Linked DNA regions of Anser cygnoides: region 1 is linked to region 2. Evidence: chromatin contacts called from public Hi-C data. All regions are on one chromosome and are shown on one strand. Each heading gives the region's core, a stretch centred on a gene start, on an enhancer-like site or on the middle of the called end of the contact. The rest is flanking DNA. Distances are from core to core; before and after follow the strand shown.

Region 1 (5,769 bases), core at 1,221-3,720, 160 kb before region 2:
CTGCTTAAGATCTTTGACTGTAGGCAAAAGCTTCTCTTATTAAGTGTTGCTTTTTGCAGCTGTTTACATGACATTGTTTAAAGCATGAATATCCCTTTTTAACTTCAGAATTACTTTGTGAAGCAAGTTTCCAAGAAGTTCTTCAGGAAAGCATCCAGAACGTCAAAGCACACGAATGGATTCCTTTATGGATTCTCCGATATTCAGTCATTGTTAAAAGCAGAGGAATTATCAAGTCCAAAGGCTATATCATGCAAGCTAAAAGAAATGCCTCTTAAAACACTCTCATCCTTTTTTCTTCTTCGAAATGGCCTACTGTTTTAATTTCTTGGGGATGGGGGAACATTGTTTTTTCCTAGAGAGATTTTTACAGCATTTATAACAAAGACCAAAAGTTGTAATTATTCAGTGTGATGTTAGCAGGAGTGTCTGCAGTGTTCTAACACTATTTTTCTTTCTTAACCTATTAACCAGTTCATTAAAAATATGAAATATTTGGGGTTTATTGTTTTTAATTGAAATGATCTATAAGAAACAGTTTAAAATATTTCTTTGTATGACCAGTTCACTGTAAGAGTTATCATATTTTAGCTACCATTAGGTAGTATAGAGAAACATATATTTTTTAAATTTAATTTCTATTAAATAATAGTTACTGTTATGGTAGGTACCTAGATTTAAAGCATTCAAGGACTAGTTTTTATAGAAAATTGTCATATTTCATGAAAAATGTCCTGAAAAAATAAACTATCTCGTTACTTCATGTGTATGTACAGGTAAATCAGCTAATTAATTTGTGTGGATGGGAAAATTGGTTTATTTTTAATACTGTGTAAGAAACCTCTGATTTAGAAAAGACGCATCTTCCAAATTACTTTCTATTACTTGAATTCCTGCTGGCTTCTTTGTGCCTCGATATTGTTTTAGTGTTTGCACAAGTGATGACATCTTTACAGTTTGAAATAGAAAATGTTTTATTGTATGAGTGTTTAAAATAAGAACTGGAAACAAATGATGAGAAATCTGTTAATCAGAATTCAAATTGTACCTGGCTTGTCCTCAACTGTTTGGTGTTTTCCGTTTGTTTGGTTTTTTGATACTTGGAAACCATGCAATTGGAATCAGTCGAGTGAGAACATGTTTGCTTCATGATCATGTAAAATGGATTATTATTTTGGGGTTGCCTAGGAAACTTCCTTGCTTGAGTGCCATTCAGAAATGATGCTAACAAGGGTTAGCTTAAACTTAGGTATATTTCTTTTTGGCAGTAGTTTAATGCACTGGCTTTGGTATCTTGGGGAGATTGCTGCAGCTAAGGCAAGGCTTCTGGTTTAAAAATAGTCTTTCTATTGAAAACGCCTTTTAATTTGCTTAGCATTTTAATCAGACGATATTGCAAAAGCTCAACCTGTATTTCAGCACGGGCTCTAAGTGTCTAAAATCAAATACTCCTTTTCCTTTTGATTTCAGGTAGGAATAGGGCTTTATACTATTACTTGGTAACTTATTTGTACATATTTTGAGCTTCAGACTGTAAGGAAATAAATTTTCACCAACTTCTTTTAAATTCTGTTGTGCAGGCAGCTAGTAGAATTTAAATGCTTTTAGGCACTGTCTAGAAATATTAGTTTACTATAAACCATTCCACTAAGTTAAAATATGAATTTTGATAAAGATACCTTTGAGTCCTTAATCATCTTATCTGTATGTGGCAAACTCCAGGAAATTCTTATGGATTACTTCGATTGTTTTGATAAATAAGAGGGAGAGAACTAGAACTAGTAATGTACCAATAAAATGTTTATTTTTTTCTCCTAATCAAAATGTGTTCTTTTTTATGTCGGGTTAGTGTGTATCAGATTTTGAAAAGGAGTTGCATTTTAAACTTCTGTACTAGCTCTGAGATGAGTGCTGCTGCTGATTAACCACTCTGTAATTTCTTTGACTGTTGACATTCTGTACGGTATTAGACTTGCATGTGTGTTCAGTTTTATACATTGAAATTCCATAAAATTAGAATTGTGCTAAAAACAATGTACAGGTTGTCCTAATGAAATAATTATTTTCTTCCTGACTATAAGCTGTTAACAGGTATTTTGCTGTAGAAAAGTACCTTTTAAGACACAATATTATTTTTGTAGTGGCGCTAAGAGCATAACAGTTTATCACGTTCTCATTATTTGTGTGTCAAGGTGGGAGCGGTGGGATTTCCTTTCATGGGAAATTGGAAAAAATGAATTAAAAATTGTAGGCTTTTAATTTATGCTATGTATAACTTCTCTTTCTGTTGATAATAGTATTTTACACTGGGACTTTGTCATGAGATGGTCTTAACCGTGTTTTTACGCTCGGGGATTTCCCTGTAAAATGGCACACCTCAGCCTTTATGTAACAGAAGGGGCACTCCCTACTGCGTGGTTTGATCATCTGAAGATGCCACGTTCACAAATTTAATATAGTGGATATGGAGAGGGAGAAAAAGAAAAAAAAACAAACACCAACAACAAACAACGCACAAAAAAAACCACCACCACCGTTGTCATTAGTGAAGATACGTTAACTAACGTTACGCTTTTCCCCCTCCTCCTTTACACTTTCCTAGACCCCATTCTTGCACCACTCTTTAAGCAGAGCTAAAGGTGGACACGGGAGCCCCCGGGTGCCTTTCTCGGTGCCTTTCCGTGCCAAGCAGAGCCAGCGCTGCCGCTGCTCCGTCAGTTTCCGGCGTTCGGCTGCTTTACCTGCGGTCTCCCGCAGGCGGCCGAGCACCCTGCCGGGGCCGGACGGCGGAGGGCAGGCCGCGCCCCGCCGAGCGATCCGGAAGGGGCTGGGCACGGCGCGGCCGACAAGATGGTGGCCACCAGGCAGGCGGCGAGGCGGCAGGGGCAGGCGCCGCCGGCAGTGGGGGTCACCGGCAGCACCCCAGGGCCCCGGCCCGCCGGGGCGGCGGAGGTGAGGGAAGGGGCCGGGAGGGCGGGCGGTGGCCCCGGGCTGCGGCGGGCTGCCTGCGGCGTGAGGCGCGGCGCGGCGGCAGCCATCTTCCCTCTCCCCCATCTCTTCCCTTGCTGTTAGCTGAGCGTTTGTCTGTAGCTTTTTCACGAGACACACGCACTGTCCTGTCAATATGGACCCCTTAGATAGCATGTTTTATGGTGATCCAACGTTATGCTGTGCTTCGGGAAGATCCTGCCACTGCAGAATGCTTTTTCCACTACAGAACAAGTTTTTGTACGATTTTGTCTTGCTTTCAAGGGTAACTTACAAGCATAATTAAAGAAGCAGATTGTGGCTAGTGTTGCAGTTGCTGGGAGACCAGTCTGTTCCTAAAGCTGCTAAAAATGGATTCAGAAGCCTTTTAGGTCTAATTTTGTAGTTGAGCAAATCTGCATGTGTTTCAGAATGTCACCTCTGGATTTACTTCCCATGACAGTTTGCCAGAATTTTGTGGAATGAGACAGAAGGTATCTTTTTATTTATATTTCTTAATGCAGTGGATTTCTTTATTCTGTCTTGACCAAAAGACACTAAACAAATGGATAAGAAAGGGATGATTTATTAATGCTCCTTTGACATAGTTACTTGGAGAGTTAACACGTTATCAGCATGACTAGATTTGTGTAAAGAAAGATTGTTAGTGATTTGTGTAGCATACTTTTTTATGAGATTATCTTATCCATTAATAACAGATTTTTCATTTTCTTTCTAGGGGACATATACTGAAATTGGTACTTCTGTATCTACAAAGATGCCCAGAAGGAGTAGAGCAATTTGTAAGCCTGATGTAATTAAAGAATCTGAGCTTGAACAGGTGGAACACACAGAAGCAAAATCAGATGCTAGTGATAGCTTAGAGATAAAAAGTACTAGAAATGAGAACACAAGTGTTCATTCAGCACAATTGGCTGCCGAACCCCAGGTTGATGGGGATGTGTCAGAAGCAGAATCAAACTGCTCTGCTGTGTCTGGTCTTCAGACACCTTTGATTATAAGAGTAACAAGAAGACGACAAATTGTAGTTCCTTATCAACCAGATTCTCCTGCAAAAAAAAGACACGACAAGACTGCTTTTCTAAACGAGTTAAGCAATACTCTAGATGAAGATAATGTCTCTGAAGCTGAATCTTGTTCTGGTGTTGTTTCTGGTGTCCGGATGCCTAACGTTACGAGAACTACAAGAAAAAGGCAAAGCAAAAAGAAGTTACAACCAGATCCAGTCTGTGAAGCCCAGAGTGAAGATATTTCTGATGCAGAGTCGTGCTGTTTTCATATGGAACAGCCCATTACTACCAAACGACTTACTAGGAGCATGCGAATGAAAGCACAAGCAGAAAATAATGAGGGAGTAAACAGAATTGTTTCAGAAGATGAGAATTTAATTGAGGACACAGTTAAATCTGAGCCATTAATAATTTCTGATTCTAGACTTGCTCCACAATTAGTCTCTGACAAAAAAGATGCTTCCTCTGTCACCGCACATAATAAAGAATCCAGTTTATCTACAAGCAAATGTTCTTCCAAATCTGCTAATGCAACCTTAAATGAAGATGTGAAACAAGACTTTTTGAATGATACAACACCCAGTAGTCTTACAAAAATGAAACAAAGTAGTAATACTGAATCGCCCAGAAAAAAAGCAATAAAAGATACACAAATTCTTGGGGTAGATGATTCAGAGGAAGAAAGTGACAAAATTCAGGAAGAGCACAGTAAAATACTTGTGACGGGGGTGAAATTAAAGAATATGGATCTTTGTTTAACTGATTGCATGAGTCCCAAACAATTGTTAGAATCCGAAGGGCAAATAACACCGAATGTAAGTAAAAAAGTTCCAGAATACAAAAGAATAGGTGCTGAGGCAGCGGTAGAGAGGTCTTTTGACCATGCAAGTGAATTAAGAAAGGATGAACAATCTAGTGCAGTGAGCAGCCCACGAGAGGATGCACCTGTTGCACAAATAACTGACAGCGTAGCGGGTAGATGTAGAATGCTTGAAATCAGTGTGGACAGTGGTGAAGACCAAACAGTAGAATATGCTGATTCTGTATCCCACAGCAGTGAAAGATCAAGCAGTGGAAATAATTCCCTTACATTGTTTCTGAGCAAAGATGAAAGTGATGAATCTGAAAATAGTGATGTGGCAGACACAGATACAGTGGAAGAGAATAAGAGTTACATGGAGACAGATGAAAGGACTCGTTCCATGAGCAAACCTTTAAAAAAGAATTCACTGCATGTTGAAGGGCTTTTTGTAATTGATACTGAGCCTGGCATGGGTTCCAACCAAAAGTATTACCTAGATCAGGTTGACCAAACTAGTGATGTTGAAAGTAAACATGAAGGAAATGAAAAAGTTGAAGAATCCTCAGATCTAGAAGAGGCTGAAGAAGAACTGATAGATGAAGATGAGAAAGATGAAGATGATGATTTATTGAAAAATAAAATTGATGTGTAAGTATCTTTCTGGGAGTAACTAAGAAAATCTGCATTATATTTAAGCATATTCATAAGACGTACATTATGTGCTCAGTAACAGAATAAATGAGGGAGTAGTGTTGTCATAGTCATAGATGTGGAAATGGATTGCTCAGATTATCAGAGTTATAATTCAGTTGTTTTTTCAGGTTTACATGTAGCAGAACAGAAGTGTCTGAAATATCTAGGTATCTTGAAGCCTTGTATGTGTTCAGCATAAAAAAAAAATGTGAAAGTGGTTTAAACTGGTCATGCTAACTTAATTGCTTATTCAGAGCAAAGGTTTTTATTTATTTA
Region 2 (5,322 bases), core at 2,590-5,089:
AGACTTCATTTGCTAAATTAAGGCCCACAGCCTTAGTTCTAGTCATCTATTCTTGCCTTGGATATTGCAATACAATTTGACAGAAGTCAGACTGGGGCATCTTATTAAGCAAGTGTGCAAGTCCACCCAGGACTTGAACGTGTATGCCCTCAGAGTGGCTCATGAGGAGAACAAAAACATAATACCAAAACAAACAAACAAACCTCACTGAAGTCAAAACCCTGAAAAGTGTATCTAAGTGAACAGCAACAAGCAACAATTTCTCATTACCAACAAAACAATGATACTTTGTTATTATATACACCCTTTCATCAGATGATTATTGCTTTACAATTCCTATCTATAAAAAAAAACCACCTAAGTATTACAAATAGGAGAATTTAGAGCACAGCAGTCCAAGTCTCAGAAAATACAATTTCAACTGGATGACAGACAACTAGAACCCAGATGTCCCAGTTCCCACTACTCTCTCATAACCATGAGGAGAAGACTATCATGCAAAGCAGTTCACTGAAGTATCCTGGTTTTAATGAGCACATATCATGACGTATATGCTGCAGTCACTACAAAAACAAATGCACGAATAATAAAATTATCTGTGGAACAACACTTAAAATTCATCACAAAAATTTTGTTGTGGAAAAAAGAGAAACATTTCACATAGTGTGGAAAAAAAGGTAAAACAAAAGTTCTAATGACAGAATGGCTTGAACAAATCAACATTTATTTCACTATTATTAGTTTGTATTATTTTATAGTGTTATCAAAGGATCATTACTGAAAGCAGTTACACACCAGGGAATATGCTGTTTGGCCAAGACGCACTAAAAACACGAAGCACCTCTACTTCAGCCTTCCCAAGATATATGTGCGTTGGCCACCGTATACCTAATTCTGAGTGGTGGACTTATAAAAATGGTTGACTGAAAGGCAAAAACGCCCAATAATCCACAAATAGAAATAGCAGCTGAAGAATTTAAGAATTAGGAAATACTGGCCCATCAAAGAAAATCTTTCCCTTTTTTCATGATATAACCATTGAAGATACTTTAAACATGAACAACATATGCAGCACTTTAATACCAGAAGAACCATATTAAACAGGTACCACATAAATATTGGACATGAGTTGTTTTTTCTAATCCCCTAGATTTTCTTCTGGATCCTTATTTCCCTCTAAATGTACCCTTGCACGCTTTTTACTTTATCAGAAGTACATACGGACTCCAGGAAAATAAATAAACAAATACATCAGAACTGCGAATCAGCGTCAAATACCAATGATCAGCATGAAGAGATACTAAGGAGCTTGACACAAAAACACCAGTGTACGAGGAGAGCCTACATACACATTTGCTTACAAACACATTGTGAACGTTTGCTCAACATCCAGAAAAAATGTCCTCCAGATGCGAGCCTTGATCCCACCAACCTGCCCTTCGGAACCCCAGGCGCCAGCGCTACCAAGGGCGAGGCCTCTCCCTGCTGTGCCCACGCCGAGCACAGCACACCGTGCCGCTGGATGCCCCGCGCCGAGCCGCAGGCACCCCGCTGCCATTAGCGAATCCAGCCTGGCTCTGCTGCTTCGAGGCTGCGCTGAAGGTAGCAGCAGGGGAAGACGAAGGGAAAGCCTCACAACGAAAACACAGCTAACACTTTAACTGCCCATTCTTTGCAGCCCTGTCTCCAAAGCTCCCAAAGCACTGTTTTTCATTGTGTTTTTGGTCTAGAGAGAAGCTAATATATTTATAAACAGAATTTTACACCAGAATTAAAAGATAAATGTTTCTCTGCCCACTTAAAGATGTCAAAGCAAACGTTTGATATTCTTTTCAATTGGTATGAGCAGCACTGAACTTTTTTTTGTGTAAGAAAATACTTGGCATTATAGCCCTAAGATACTATTTTTCAAAAAGCATGACATAATTCAACAAAAGTAACCCATTTAGAAGGTACATTTTAATATAAAAACTTAAATTATCAGAGAAGCTAGCTATATACCTACAAACAGACCATTATATATATATATATATATATCCGCATCTGTACCTTAAGGAAGTAGCTATCGCCTAATAGTATGAAAAAGCGTATTAAATTTTGCTGAAATAAAAGCAGTAGCATAGAACTTTTAGTTTAAATATCTGGCATTATTTCTTTAAACCAGCACAATAGAATTAGTGACTTAGGGAAAAAAATGTAGTAGGTCTAGATACAATTCAGGCACAATTCTGTGTCACAATTATGACACTGTAAATAAAATTGCCTTTTATTGAAATGAAGTCTGAAGTTGAAATCCATCTTTTTGTACGTATTTCTGAAGCTTTTTCTCGCAACACTGAACACCAGACAGAACACAAAACCTTAGCTATCATTCGCAAGCCGAACAAAGAAAACAAGATTAAGAGGCTGCCAAAAGGAACAGAGATGAGTAAGCTGAAAGTCTGGTTTCTGAAACGATACGTATTTAAGTACACGCAGAAAAAAATTCAGCGTTCTCCTCCAACGCACCACCCCGACTCTCCCCAGCACCAACCTATAACCTCTCCCGGGTAGGGGCGGGTGCACCAGACGACCACTGAGATCTTTTCCAACCTTAACGATTCCACGGCCGTAGTACACACAGGCACGCACTACAAAGGCGCACTCGCGCTGCTACTAACCCCGTCTCTTCTCGGTGCCGCTGGCCGCACCAGTGTCCATTTGGTCTCCTCACAGCCGAGCCGCGCGCCCCTCGCGTGCTGCTGCCCCCTGCACGCCCCGGCCGCATAGGGGCACGGCCCAAGCGACGGCCGCAGCCCCTCGGCAGCTCCGACGCCGCTTCCCCACACGGCACGGGGGAGACGGCGCTGCTGCAGCCCCCCCAACCCCGATCCACCCTAAATCCCCCCCCCGGCCCAGGCAGCGCCGCTCCCGGCGCCCAGCGCGCCCCGCAGCCATGCGGGACAAAGAGGCTGCTGGAGGCGCGAGGGGCGTCATGGCCGAGCCGCGGCCGCGGGCTGCTGCACCCGGGTTTTCGGGAATATTTTCCTCAGGGCGTGTGTGCGCGCTTCGCGCCCCGGTCCGCAGGGGGCCCGCCGAGCCCCCTCAGCGCTCTCTGCCCCGTTCCCCCCACCGGCTCGTGCTGGTGGCCGCCCCCGCTCTGGAAGGTTCCCTCCGGAGAAGCCCCCGGGGCGCGGCGCCGCAGACAAAGCCAGGCCCGCTGCTCCCCCAGGCCGCTACCGGGACCCCCACACCCCCCACGGCCGCCCCCGAGCCCCGGGTACGGCGCTGCCCGCCGAGCGCCCGCCTCTCAGCCCCGCCTCGGCGCCCCCCTTCCCCACCGCCCTCGGCAGCGCCTCTCCCCCCTCACACCGCCCCGACCCCCCCCCTCCCTTCGCCGGTGCCACCGCCCTTCCCCAGCGCCGAACAAAGCAGCCGGGCCGGGGGGAGGCGGCGGGTGCCGACACAATGAGCGGCCGGCCGGCACTCACCCACAGCTCCGTGCCCCAGCTCATGGCGGCTCCGCGGGCAGCGCCGGCTGCGGCTGAGGCGGCGGCGGGGACAGGGGGCGGCCGGAGAGGGTCCCGCCGGTGCCCTCGCTCAGCGGGGAGACGCGAGAGGCGGCACCACGAACGGCGGCGCTGCGAGCTGCGGCCCCGCCTGGCTCGGGGAGGGGGAGCCGCGGAGGAGACTGGGAGAGGGGCGGGCTCGGCGCGGGAGGCCGAGGCTGGGCCGGGCTGAGGCGCCGCTCCCGGGGGAGGCCCGGCGCCCAGCCTCCCTCCCGCGGCGCCTGGCGACCGGCCCCCGGCCTGATGCGCCGCCCGGTACCGGGCAGGAGGCGGCATCGGCAATGCTCCTTAACGACACGGGAGGGGTGGGAGCGGCCGCACCCCCTCGGCCCTGAGGGGACGCCCGGGGCCAGAGCTCGCGCAGCGAGACCCCGGCCCTCGCTGCTGCGCCTCACGGCCGGCCAGGCACGCGCTGAGTCACGGCGGGAGCGGCCCCGGGCACACCTGAGGCGGTGCGGGACCCGGCCCCGCCGCGCGGGTAGTGGTCCCCGGCGGGAACAGGGAGCTTCCTCAGCGACTGGAAAGGAAATGGTGTTAAATCCTCGCAATTTTTCCACCAAAATGTCCGTTTTGAAACCTTGTAGAAGGCAGAGGCTTGGAGAGCCATCAAAATTCCCCTCAAAACATCAGTTTTTGGTTTTCCTCCCATTTTTACTCAAAAATTGCAGCAAGGACTCAGTGAAAATACTGCTGTTCTGCTCAGTCTCCATCAAGAAAAAAACAGCGACTTAAATCCAATCATTTTTTTTCATTTCCAAAGTCACCTTCCAGGTATTGCTCGTTCACATCACACATAATTGACATTTAATCTTACCTTCTTCCTTATGAGAGCAAAATGCAAATTCTTTTAGATCTATATGAAACCATTACAGTAAGATAATGTGAATTATCAAAATAAGCAGATGAGATCACAGGTCAACGATGTCATTTCTGGAGTTAAGTGTTGGAGCCAGTCACATTACACTAGAAATGTATTTGGTCTGGGGAAAGCCACAAGCTGAACGATTCTGCCACGTGCTGTGGTGGCCAACGTAGAGGATGTTTTAGCAAGCCAGCGGTCACAAAACCCCAGATTTGGGCTCAAATTCCACACTTGGGCTCACTTCAATTGAACAGATGTTAATTCAAACAGTTTGTACATTGCATGTTACTGAAAACATTCACCAGGCTGGAAGCATTTTGAGGATTCTGATAATGAAGCACTGATGAATAAAAGAGTAATCAAATATATTTGAACTTATTCAATTCACATGCTTTTAAGGATTAGGAAGAAAAACTTAGATCAACTCTTTGCTTAGCTACTTTTTCAATAAAGTTTGATTTTTAGTTTGCTCCTAACCCAAACTTCTTCCTAAAAGAGCAATCATATGTATCTCAGGTGTGTTTACACACAGGTGCATTTCACCTTTACTTCAACTAGGAGCCACCTGTTCATCCATAATGAAAAGATCATAGCTCATTTCAACAAACTACAAATGTAACTTCAAATCAGTTAAAAGACATAAGAGCAGTTATTTAAGTTCCCAAAGAACCTGGAATTCCTAAGCAATATATAAAGACCTTAGGATCAAACCTAATTTTAGCTCACTGAAGATAAAATACAAGTCTTAGCAGCGTAACACTTAGTATCTCAGTTTAGAGAGAAGTCTGACATCAGCCACCATAAGGCCCTTTCCTGTTCAAGTACAGTCTTGCTTTAGGAGATTCCCATCCATACAGTGAGCTATGCTCTTCTCCAGTTTAGCAGTTCAGGATGTGAAGTGATCTAGCTGTA

What was found. A called contact is a pair of places that touch in the nucleus more often than the background predicts.
Region 1: a Hi-C map of liver shows a contact between it and region 2, with 4 times the contacts expected there. The contact joins the promoter of DNTTIP2 here to the promoter of FNBP1L in region 2. A contact is called at or near these places in 5 of 7 Hi-C or Micro-C datasets (fetal liver, granulosa cells and liver).

The regions. Positions count from the first base shown.
Region 1 is chr8:2,316,386-2,322,154 of Taihu_goose_T2T_genome, reverse strand. DNTTIP2 (deoxynucleotidyltransferase terminal interacting protein 2) reads left to right here and starts at 2,470. Exons shown (of 8, transcript XM_048067048.2): 1 at 2,470-2,952; 2 at 3,399-3,461; 3 at 3,707-5,448. The coding sequence starts at 2,851. It overlaps GCLM (glutamate-cysteine ligase modifier subunit), which reads left to right. Exons shown (of 7, transcript XM_048067050.2): 7 at 109-2,263. The coding sequence ends at 278.
Region 2 is chr8:2,154,805-2,160,126 of Taihu_goose_T2T_genome, reverse strand. FNBP1L (formin binding protein 1 like) reads right to left here and starts at 3,839. Exons shown (of 14, transcript XM_048067071.2): 1 at 3,471-3,839. The coding sequence starts at 3,824.